Regions from separate parts of the Anas platyrhynchos genome. Here region 2 is linked to region 1. The links are chromatin contacts, called in public Hi-C maps. All regions are on one chromosome and are shown on one strand. The core of a region is the stretch at or near the end of the contact, and the rest is flanking DNA. Distances in the headings are between cores, read along the strand shown.

Region 1 (3,592 bases), core at 374-2,873:
TGAACGCCTGAGTGAGTTACACCACGACACCACCTGAGGAAGAGCACCAGAGCTGTGCTCAGGTGTATGAAGGCACACGGTAACTACAGCAAGGTGCACCATCAACACAGCAGGTGTAAGCTTTAAAAAACCACTCGCAAGACCGACGGCGTTATTCAACACTCGATATCTTGAATAAAATTAGCCATGAGTCACTGAGGGAAAGCAAGAAGTTATGCATGCCACTGGGGATACCTTTTCCAAGAAAAAGGAGAAAGGAAGGGGGAAACTACTTCCCTGTGCTGGAGTATTGCCAACGAGGAGGCGACACAGACGGATTTCGGTAATTCTCAGCGTGCCATTCTGTCCCAAGGCAAAGCAGGCTGAAGGGACCGGCCTGCCCATCTCCCTTCCTCAGGTAGAGCAACGTGACCATTGACTTCCACGAGGCAGCGCGTTAGCCCGGGATGGATAAAAAGCAGTATTGGAAAATACTGTGTTTGCCAGCCGTGTTTTCTCTAACTCTAAACTAATTCCGAATTGGCATAGTTACGCCTTGGCAGGGGAACAGAAAAGATGATCTAATAGGTCATTTGACTTCCGTCACTAATTTCTATGATCTAAATAACATTTTATGGTGTTTAAAACTCAGTTTCCTAAGGGCTAGTTTTAGGGTTAGGAATGGTCAGTTTGACAGTGGCTATCAAGCCCATAGCGATGCTAAATAAGAAAAGAGTTGAAGAGCTTTTAAAATAGGAAAAATTATCTCCAGACCCTTTTTAAGTTACAGCAGAGCTGAGATGCAAATCAACGTGCATCGGAAGGTCAATGTGGTAATTACAGAAGTAGCGTTTCACTGGGCAAAAAAACAGCAAGAACACCCAATAAGAAGAGCAGCGTCGGGGATAAGACAGAGAGGCGATTTCACTTGGCAATATGTATATTATATACGCTATTATACACTAAATATTTATTATTTATATTATACGGACACACATATATCACCTCGGAACCACGCTCACACAATACCAGGGATGCAGAGTCAGAAAACTCCTGCACTTAAAGCAGGAACTGAGAGGGCAGATTAGCTCACAAAGAACCAAAGCACTGAAATAATGCGCTGATGTTTCCTGGAACCAGTCCGAAGATGAGCAGCAGCGTTTTGGATGGCCTGCAATTTTTCCCCACACTTCTTTTGAAAGCCTAGCTGGTACAGCATTCTAATAATCCAGCTCAAAAGCACGGAAAACAACTTTGGCTTTTGCCAGGTTGGACTGGAAAAAAAAGAAGTCCTCCCAGCTATTTTTGTGTACCTCCCAATCGATGCCTGCATGGGAGCAAACTAGAGTTGAAACCCCCTGTTCTCCTCAAGTAGGATAGGCTAAATTAGCTATAAATTGAGATACTCCAAAATTCAGCCAGTGAAAGCTCGCCCTGTATCAAGACCCAAATTCAGCGTAGCTCAGCACTTCGCGAAGTACAGGCGAGCCTGTGCTCCTACGTGCCTTTTCAACAAAAGGCTCCCATTGATAACTGCCTGTCAGTTGACACGGAGTCCTAAACAGTGGAAACTGCACAATCCCTTTCATGAACTCAGGGAGCGAGGGTGCACCGCGTGGGGGTGGTGACAAGGAGCACTGTATGTGCCAGAGAGTTCCTACTCTGTCCAACGAAGAAAATCAGAGCGCATGTCTTTCAGTGACAATCACCTCCTACAGACACCTTTTACCCACTTTCTGGGAGGGTCTGCTGGGCACCTCGCTGCCTGGCCCCACATCTCTGAATTTGGAGGGACACACACACACGCTCCGGTAATACTTTCCTTGGATATGCCTTGCCCTCCTGATGAAAAAGCATCGCAGACGGTGTTTTCTCACTGCATTTGTTGTCGTGAGTCCTAACTGACTGCCTCCACTCCAGAACGCGCGCTCTGATAATGGGAGGGAAGGATTTAACGCTGGTTTTGTGCGAGGAGTAACGCGCTAGCAGACCCATGGGATTGTGTCACTGTGAACCTCTCAGCTGGAGGTCACCAGAGAATAGAGAAAGGGAGAAAACCACAACGTAGAGTTTAGTGTTTTCTCAAGACGGAATAAAGTATTATATAAAGTTGAACTGTTTCAGTAAATGGAAATCACGATGCATTTAAACTATGAAACTTAGCAAACTCGTGCTTGCCAGAAGTGAAGAACTTTGTTCGTACCATAAAAGTCCCAAAGAGAATACCCTCCAGTTCTTTGAAAGGAGCAGTTTCCCAGGTTTTAAATACAACTTTCACGTGCCTATGCAGCCACCCTCCTGTTCCCAGGTTGTAATCGACGCTCTACAGGTGAAACGGCGCAGGTCACACTTCCAATTTTTGCTACAACGTTTCTTGCAAGTGGTCTTAGTAAGGCAGTGCTTGGTGGCAAAGGGTCCTTCCCGATACAGCGCCGGGGTTTCTCTTTAAGCTCGGAGTGCCGTGCACACGGAGCAGAGATAAATGGCGTGCGGGCTGCCAGCTCAGCCCCAGCCCCGCCGTTCCCGTTCCCCTGCCCTCTCCTGCAGCCGGGCTTCCCCCACCGCGGAGCCCTCCTCTGCCCACTTCGCTCCTCCAACTTCGGCACCTTGCGCATCCCCCCCGGAGGAGAAGGGGAAGGGGAAAGGGAGGGGGGCAGCGACCGGCTCGGCTCGGCCGGGGCCGCCCGGCTCTTCCCCGGGAGAGCCCCGGAGGAGGCGGAGGAGCCGCCAGGAAGGCGGCGAGATGTCAGGGAGGCTGCTCCGCTTCCTGCTGGCCGGGATGCTGGGGGGGATTAGGGGCGCACACACACACGCAGCGCCCAGCTTTTGTCTGCCGCCGGCCGGCCCCGTCCCCACCTCCCCGCCCGGGGCGGACAAAGCGGCCGGCAGCGAGCCGGGGATGAAGGGGACGGGACGGGGATGGGACGGGCTGGAAATGGGATGGGACGGGATGGGACGGGCTGGGGAGGCCGCCCCCCGCCGCTCCGTCACGGTTCCCCCCGCGGGGGCCGGCGGCAGCTGCCGCCCTGCGGGACCCCCCCGCGCGGCAGGGGAGGGAGCGAGGGAGGGACGTGCGGGGCTTGGAAACCACACGCCTCCTCTCCTCCTCCTCCTCCTCCTCCTCCTCCCCGCTGGGCTCCGCCGCCCATTGTGCGCCCTGCAGACGGCGAGGCCCCGGCTGCTCCTGCCCGGCAGAGAACGAGGTTGGGGGCGGCTCCGGGACCCCCCCTCCGCCGTGCCGAGCCGTGCCGCCGGCCGCGACCTGCTATAAATAAGGCCGGCGCTGGCTCCCCCCGCGCCGCCTTTGATTATTCATCATGGGAGCGGGCTGGGAGTGGGAAACTCCGCTTCCTACTCGCGGCTCCGCTCCGTGCGGCTCAGCCCCCGCCCCCTGCCCCCCCCCCAACCCCCCCGCCGCTCGCCGAGCTCCTTAAAACCCGAGCAAAGTTTAGGAAGCGGCTCAGCGCAGCCTGCTCTCGCTTGGGGCGCCGGCTGCCGGCCTCCCCCGGCGGCGGGGAGCCCCAAATCACGCACCCCACGGCCCCGCTCCCCCCTCCTCCAAAAAAAAATATATAAAAAACACAACAAAAAGTTTGCTGGCTCCATGCAAGTT
Region 2 (3,960 bases), core at 1,321-3,820, 96 kb before region 1:
CATCAAATCTCAAAGACATCTTGCCAATTATTTTATTTTCCTTTTAAAAACCAACGGGGAAAAAGAAAAGTGGATTTAACATTTACATTACTATTTGCAAAACTGAAAATAATGTGTTTTTTTTTTTTCCAGTAAGTTATGTCATATTTACTTTTAGTGTAACGTGCTGACAAATTAAATATTTTGCAGAAAACTTCTCCACTACCATTATTTAAAAAAAAAAAAAAAAAAAAAAAGACAGGTCCAAGCAACATAAAAAAAATCAAAATACCAGAAGAGCAAAGCAGACGCTGCTGCCTTTGCATTATGCTGCTTCTTTAAGGGCTCATTTCTCAGGTGCAGGCTGACCGTGGACCTGCAAACCCCTTTGACCACACACCACAGCTCCCGGTGGCCCAGTTGCTTGCAGCCTGCCTGCCCAGCACCCTGCGGCCTTGCCTGGCAATTTCCCTCTCACTGCCTCCACGCCACCCCAGCAGGAGAAATGCACAGGGGTCTGAATCGCATGTACCTTTTCAATGGCCTTGGCTAGACAACTTGCTAACTTACCAGTTTTATTTTTTCTGCTGTAATCCTCCAGCAGTTACCCAAGCACAAACACAGCAGCAGAAGTGGATCCGTATCGAAATCCTAACAGGAAATTTTGGGGTGTAACAGAAAAGTGAATTACGAGTTACAGGAGTAAAAAAGAAAACCCAACCAGTATCGGGCTACGCCTTCCTCCTGCCATTGATTCATTTCAGCTGGTGAGAAGTTACGAGCTGGGAACCGCACGGCTGCTATCACTGCTGGTGTGTCAGAGGATCCGTCTCCAGTTTCACCGAACCCGTTTCAACTCCTGCTGCTGTTACAAAAGCATCATAAAAATAGCAGCAAAACTGTGCTTTTTGAAGCAAGCAGCGCAGAAAAATATCCCTCACAAAAGCAAAGTTTGCAGCATGCTGTAATTAAGCTCACATCCTGACAGTGGGAGCATGAAGTTTTGTTCTAAATATAGCAGAAGCCTCTCCGATGTACAGCCCCCTTTTTAATGCAAGATTTACAAAATTAGTCATTATGTGCCAGCAGCCTCCTAGGAATTCTTGAAAAAATATTGGGGGTTTTAATGTCGGGAGCTTTACAGCAGGGATTGAAGGCAATCTCTAGTGTCAGGAAACAAATTATTTGGGTTTGCTGCTACCTACACAGCCCTTGCAGGAGGGCAGGCACTACACAAGGGCAGAACTGACGGTGTGAGCAGACAGAAGAGCACACTGAGCATCAAGGGCAGACAAATCCCTTGGCTTTTCCCTGAGCATCGATCTCTCCTCCCAGCTTTCAGGAGCTGTTTCACATGGCATTTTCCCTGTAGCTAGCAACCCAGCTAAGACCCCATCAGCTTTGGGTTGTCTTTAATTCAGTCTAAAGCAGAGATTTAAGCCAGCTCAAGCTAGTTCATCCTAAAATGCAACGTGAGACCAAGTTTAAACTGAGTTTGGAAACCAGGTTCTTAATCAGAAGTTATTGAAATAGATCAAGCCCAAATCCTGGTCCTAGCTGCATCAGCTGATGGCAGAATAACTGCTGAATTCCACAAAGAAACCATCCTGCAATTCCAGAGCAATGAGACCGTGTTTTATCTCTGTTTTTCTGGTTCAGGTTGCAGACCTCATCCCGAGTCCTGCGCCACCTCTGCAGTGGGAAGGGAAGAGGACAGAAGCTCCTGGCTCACCCTCCACGGCTATGCCCGTGCTGCAGGAGCTCCTTGGGCAAGAGCTGTTACAGAGGTGGACTTGGCTCGCAGGTGACATGGCACGGGGCAGAGCGAGTGTTTCCAGCAAGGTGCGCACTGCAACTGCTTCAGACAGCTGCAGCGGCTCCAAAGCAGCTGGGTAAACTCCTATAAAAATAGAAACAGGCTCCCAGCAAAATCCATTTTTGATTGAGTCCAGCCTAGCCCTTCTCTGCACTCTGTAAGCTGAGCTGAGCCTCTGGCAGCTCCGAGCAGGGCTCGGGGGGCTGTGTGCACTTCCACATAGCGGTGCAGCACCTAGGTGAGCTCGGCATGGACAGAAGCCCGCATTTCTCAGAGCTCTGAGCCAGCAGGTCTCAGAGCCCCTGGGCTCCAGGCACACTGACCAGCCTGCCCATGCTGAACCCAGAGGTGGGTGGAGAAATGTGGGGATAGCACGGTGCTACCACCGAGGGCTGGTGCACAAGAGAAGCCTCGTGCCCTGGTCTGCACTGCCCCAGACAACCCCAAACACAGCTGTACCTCCCTTTCTGCCCTCTCCAGCCCAGTATTTAATCTGTATAAACCTCTCCCCTACTACACGTACCAAAACTCACATGGAAAGGCAAGCTACTGCGTAGCCTGCATCAACTCCCTGTAAAAATTGGGAATAAAAGCTTCCAAACACTGTTCTGCAGGAGGCTCCAGACAGTGCCTGGGAGCTGTGAACATGTAACAGGGAGCAAATCCATCATTTACCCAAGGCTGTTTTCCTTGTGGTTTTTTCAGTAGCGTGCATGCATGCCTTCACTGTTTACTGTCAGCAATTTCCAACGTGCTGACACAGCTAAAAGTGACCACAAAGCCAACGCGAGCCGGCAAGGGGAAGAAACAGGAGTAGGAACGTCAGGAGGTGCAGGCTCAAACTTTGCGCTCCAGCCGCGGTAACTCCCAAGGTAACCTGGCTATCGCAGGGAGGAATGTGATCAGCACGACTTGGAGCAGCCTCACCTTTTTCCTCCTTTCTCCTCAGCCAACGGAGCTTTGTTCCTGAGGTTTCTATTTTTGTGGCTGACGCATGCGAAGAGCGAAGGAGAGCGCCTCTCGCACTCCAAGTGTTGTATTTCTTTCCCTGCGATTGGCTCGCTCAGGGTGCCTGGGCTGTTTTTCCAGCAGCTTCATGAACTTCTCCTCCCCGGTTTTAACTCCGAGAGCAACTTTTGTTTCCTATTTGCTTATTTCTAGGCAGCAATTGAAAGCGAGGTGAACAATGCAGTGCCTGGGAATGATCAATAAAGACTTTATAAAACCACCACAAAGTTGGGTTTGCCATGCCTCTGAGGTACCGGAACCTAAAATCATACATTCAGATATGTAAATACCTCTACCTGAATTTTAAAACACCCTGTGCAAAAGGAAAAATATTAATGCACCAGCCCAGGCACTAAATGCACCTCTTAAATCCGAGCTTCTGTAACAACTTGCTCCTGGTTTTGCAGGCAGAACTTGTCAAGCCCTTCTCCCCAGGATGCTCTTTCTTCTAGAGCAGCAGATGGAAGAAGCAGAACAAAGCCACATGGGCTGTTGTTCCCTATAATTCCCAAGCTGATGCAGAGCTGTTGTGTTTTTGTTTTGTTTTTGTATTATTTTTTTTTTAGAAAATGGAAAGAACCAAATGAAGATTTTCTTACCATTCCGCTGGAAATTGCCCATCTGTGTGGGAAAGCTTCTCTATAGTAACTTGTAACAATACACACAACGAGCTGCCCATTTAACAGAAGTTTCCATTTCTCCTGAAATTTAGACTTTCTCCAGTGCCACGTATGGGTAAGGTTACAGGTGATGGACGCTGAGTACCCCAAATTCAAGGAAAACCTAAGAAACAAGCTGCTGATTGCACTTTAAAGCCTTGCTAGGTATGAAACTTCCCTGGTTTTTCCTACATTGATAGTATTTCCAACACTAACAGGCACACATACACCAGAACTAAAAGTCCCGGGGTCGGTTTATCTAAGATGAATGCACGTACCATGTGCTCCATCTCCCCGGGGGTTACCACCTGGATCCTCCTCACCCAAAGTTCACCCCTGCCTGTGCCGAGAGCCGGCTATCAGCCAGCAGTGATGAAGCCCTTGGTGTCACGGGGCTGCTGGGTGCCCACGTCGTGATGGTCGTAACTTGTGGGTGAGGAAACCCCGAGCCCATTCAACACCCTGACACGAGCACTGGGCAGCCAGAGAAGCTCCCCT

The links. A called contact is a pair of places that touch in the nucleus more often than the background predicts.
Region 2: a contact with region 1 is called in a Hi-C map of small yellow follicle, with 3 times the contacts expected there. The contact joins two enhancer-like sites. A contact is called at or near these places in 4 of 8 Hi-C or Micro-C datasets (liver, skeletal muscle, small yellow follicle and 1 more).

What each region holds. Positions count from the first base shown.
Region 1 is chr4:39,870,627-39,874,218 of IASCAAS_PekinDuck_T2T, reverse strand. The region is part of intron 2 of MAML3 (mastermind like transcriptional coactivator 3); the gene reads right to left. Among named protein-coding and RNA genes, the nearest start is that of SCOC, 58 kb to the right of the region's middle. Within about 2 kb of position 1,623, at least 2 of the 8 cell types and tissues checked have an H3K27ac peak or open chromatin away from gene starts, as enhancers often do. A contact at or near this core is called in small yellow follicle, where this site is marked.
Region 2 is chr4:39,967,426-39,971,385 of IASCAAS_PekinDuck_T2T, reverse strand. The region is part of intron 2 of MAML3 (mastermind like transcriptional coactivator 3); the gene reads right to left. Among named protein-coding and RNA genes, the nearest start is that of MGST2, 110 kb to the left of the region's middle. Within about 2 kb of position 2,570, at least 5 of the 8 cell types and tissues checked have an H3K27ac peak or open chromatin away from gene starts, as enhancers often do. A contact at or near this core is called in small yellow follicle, where this site is marked.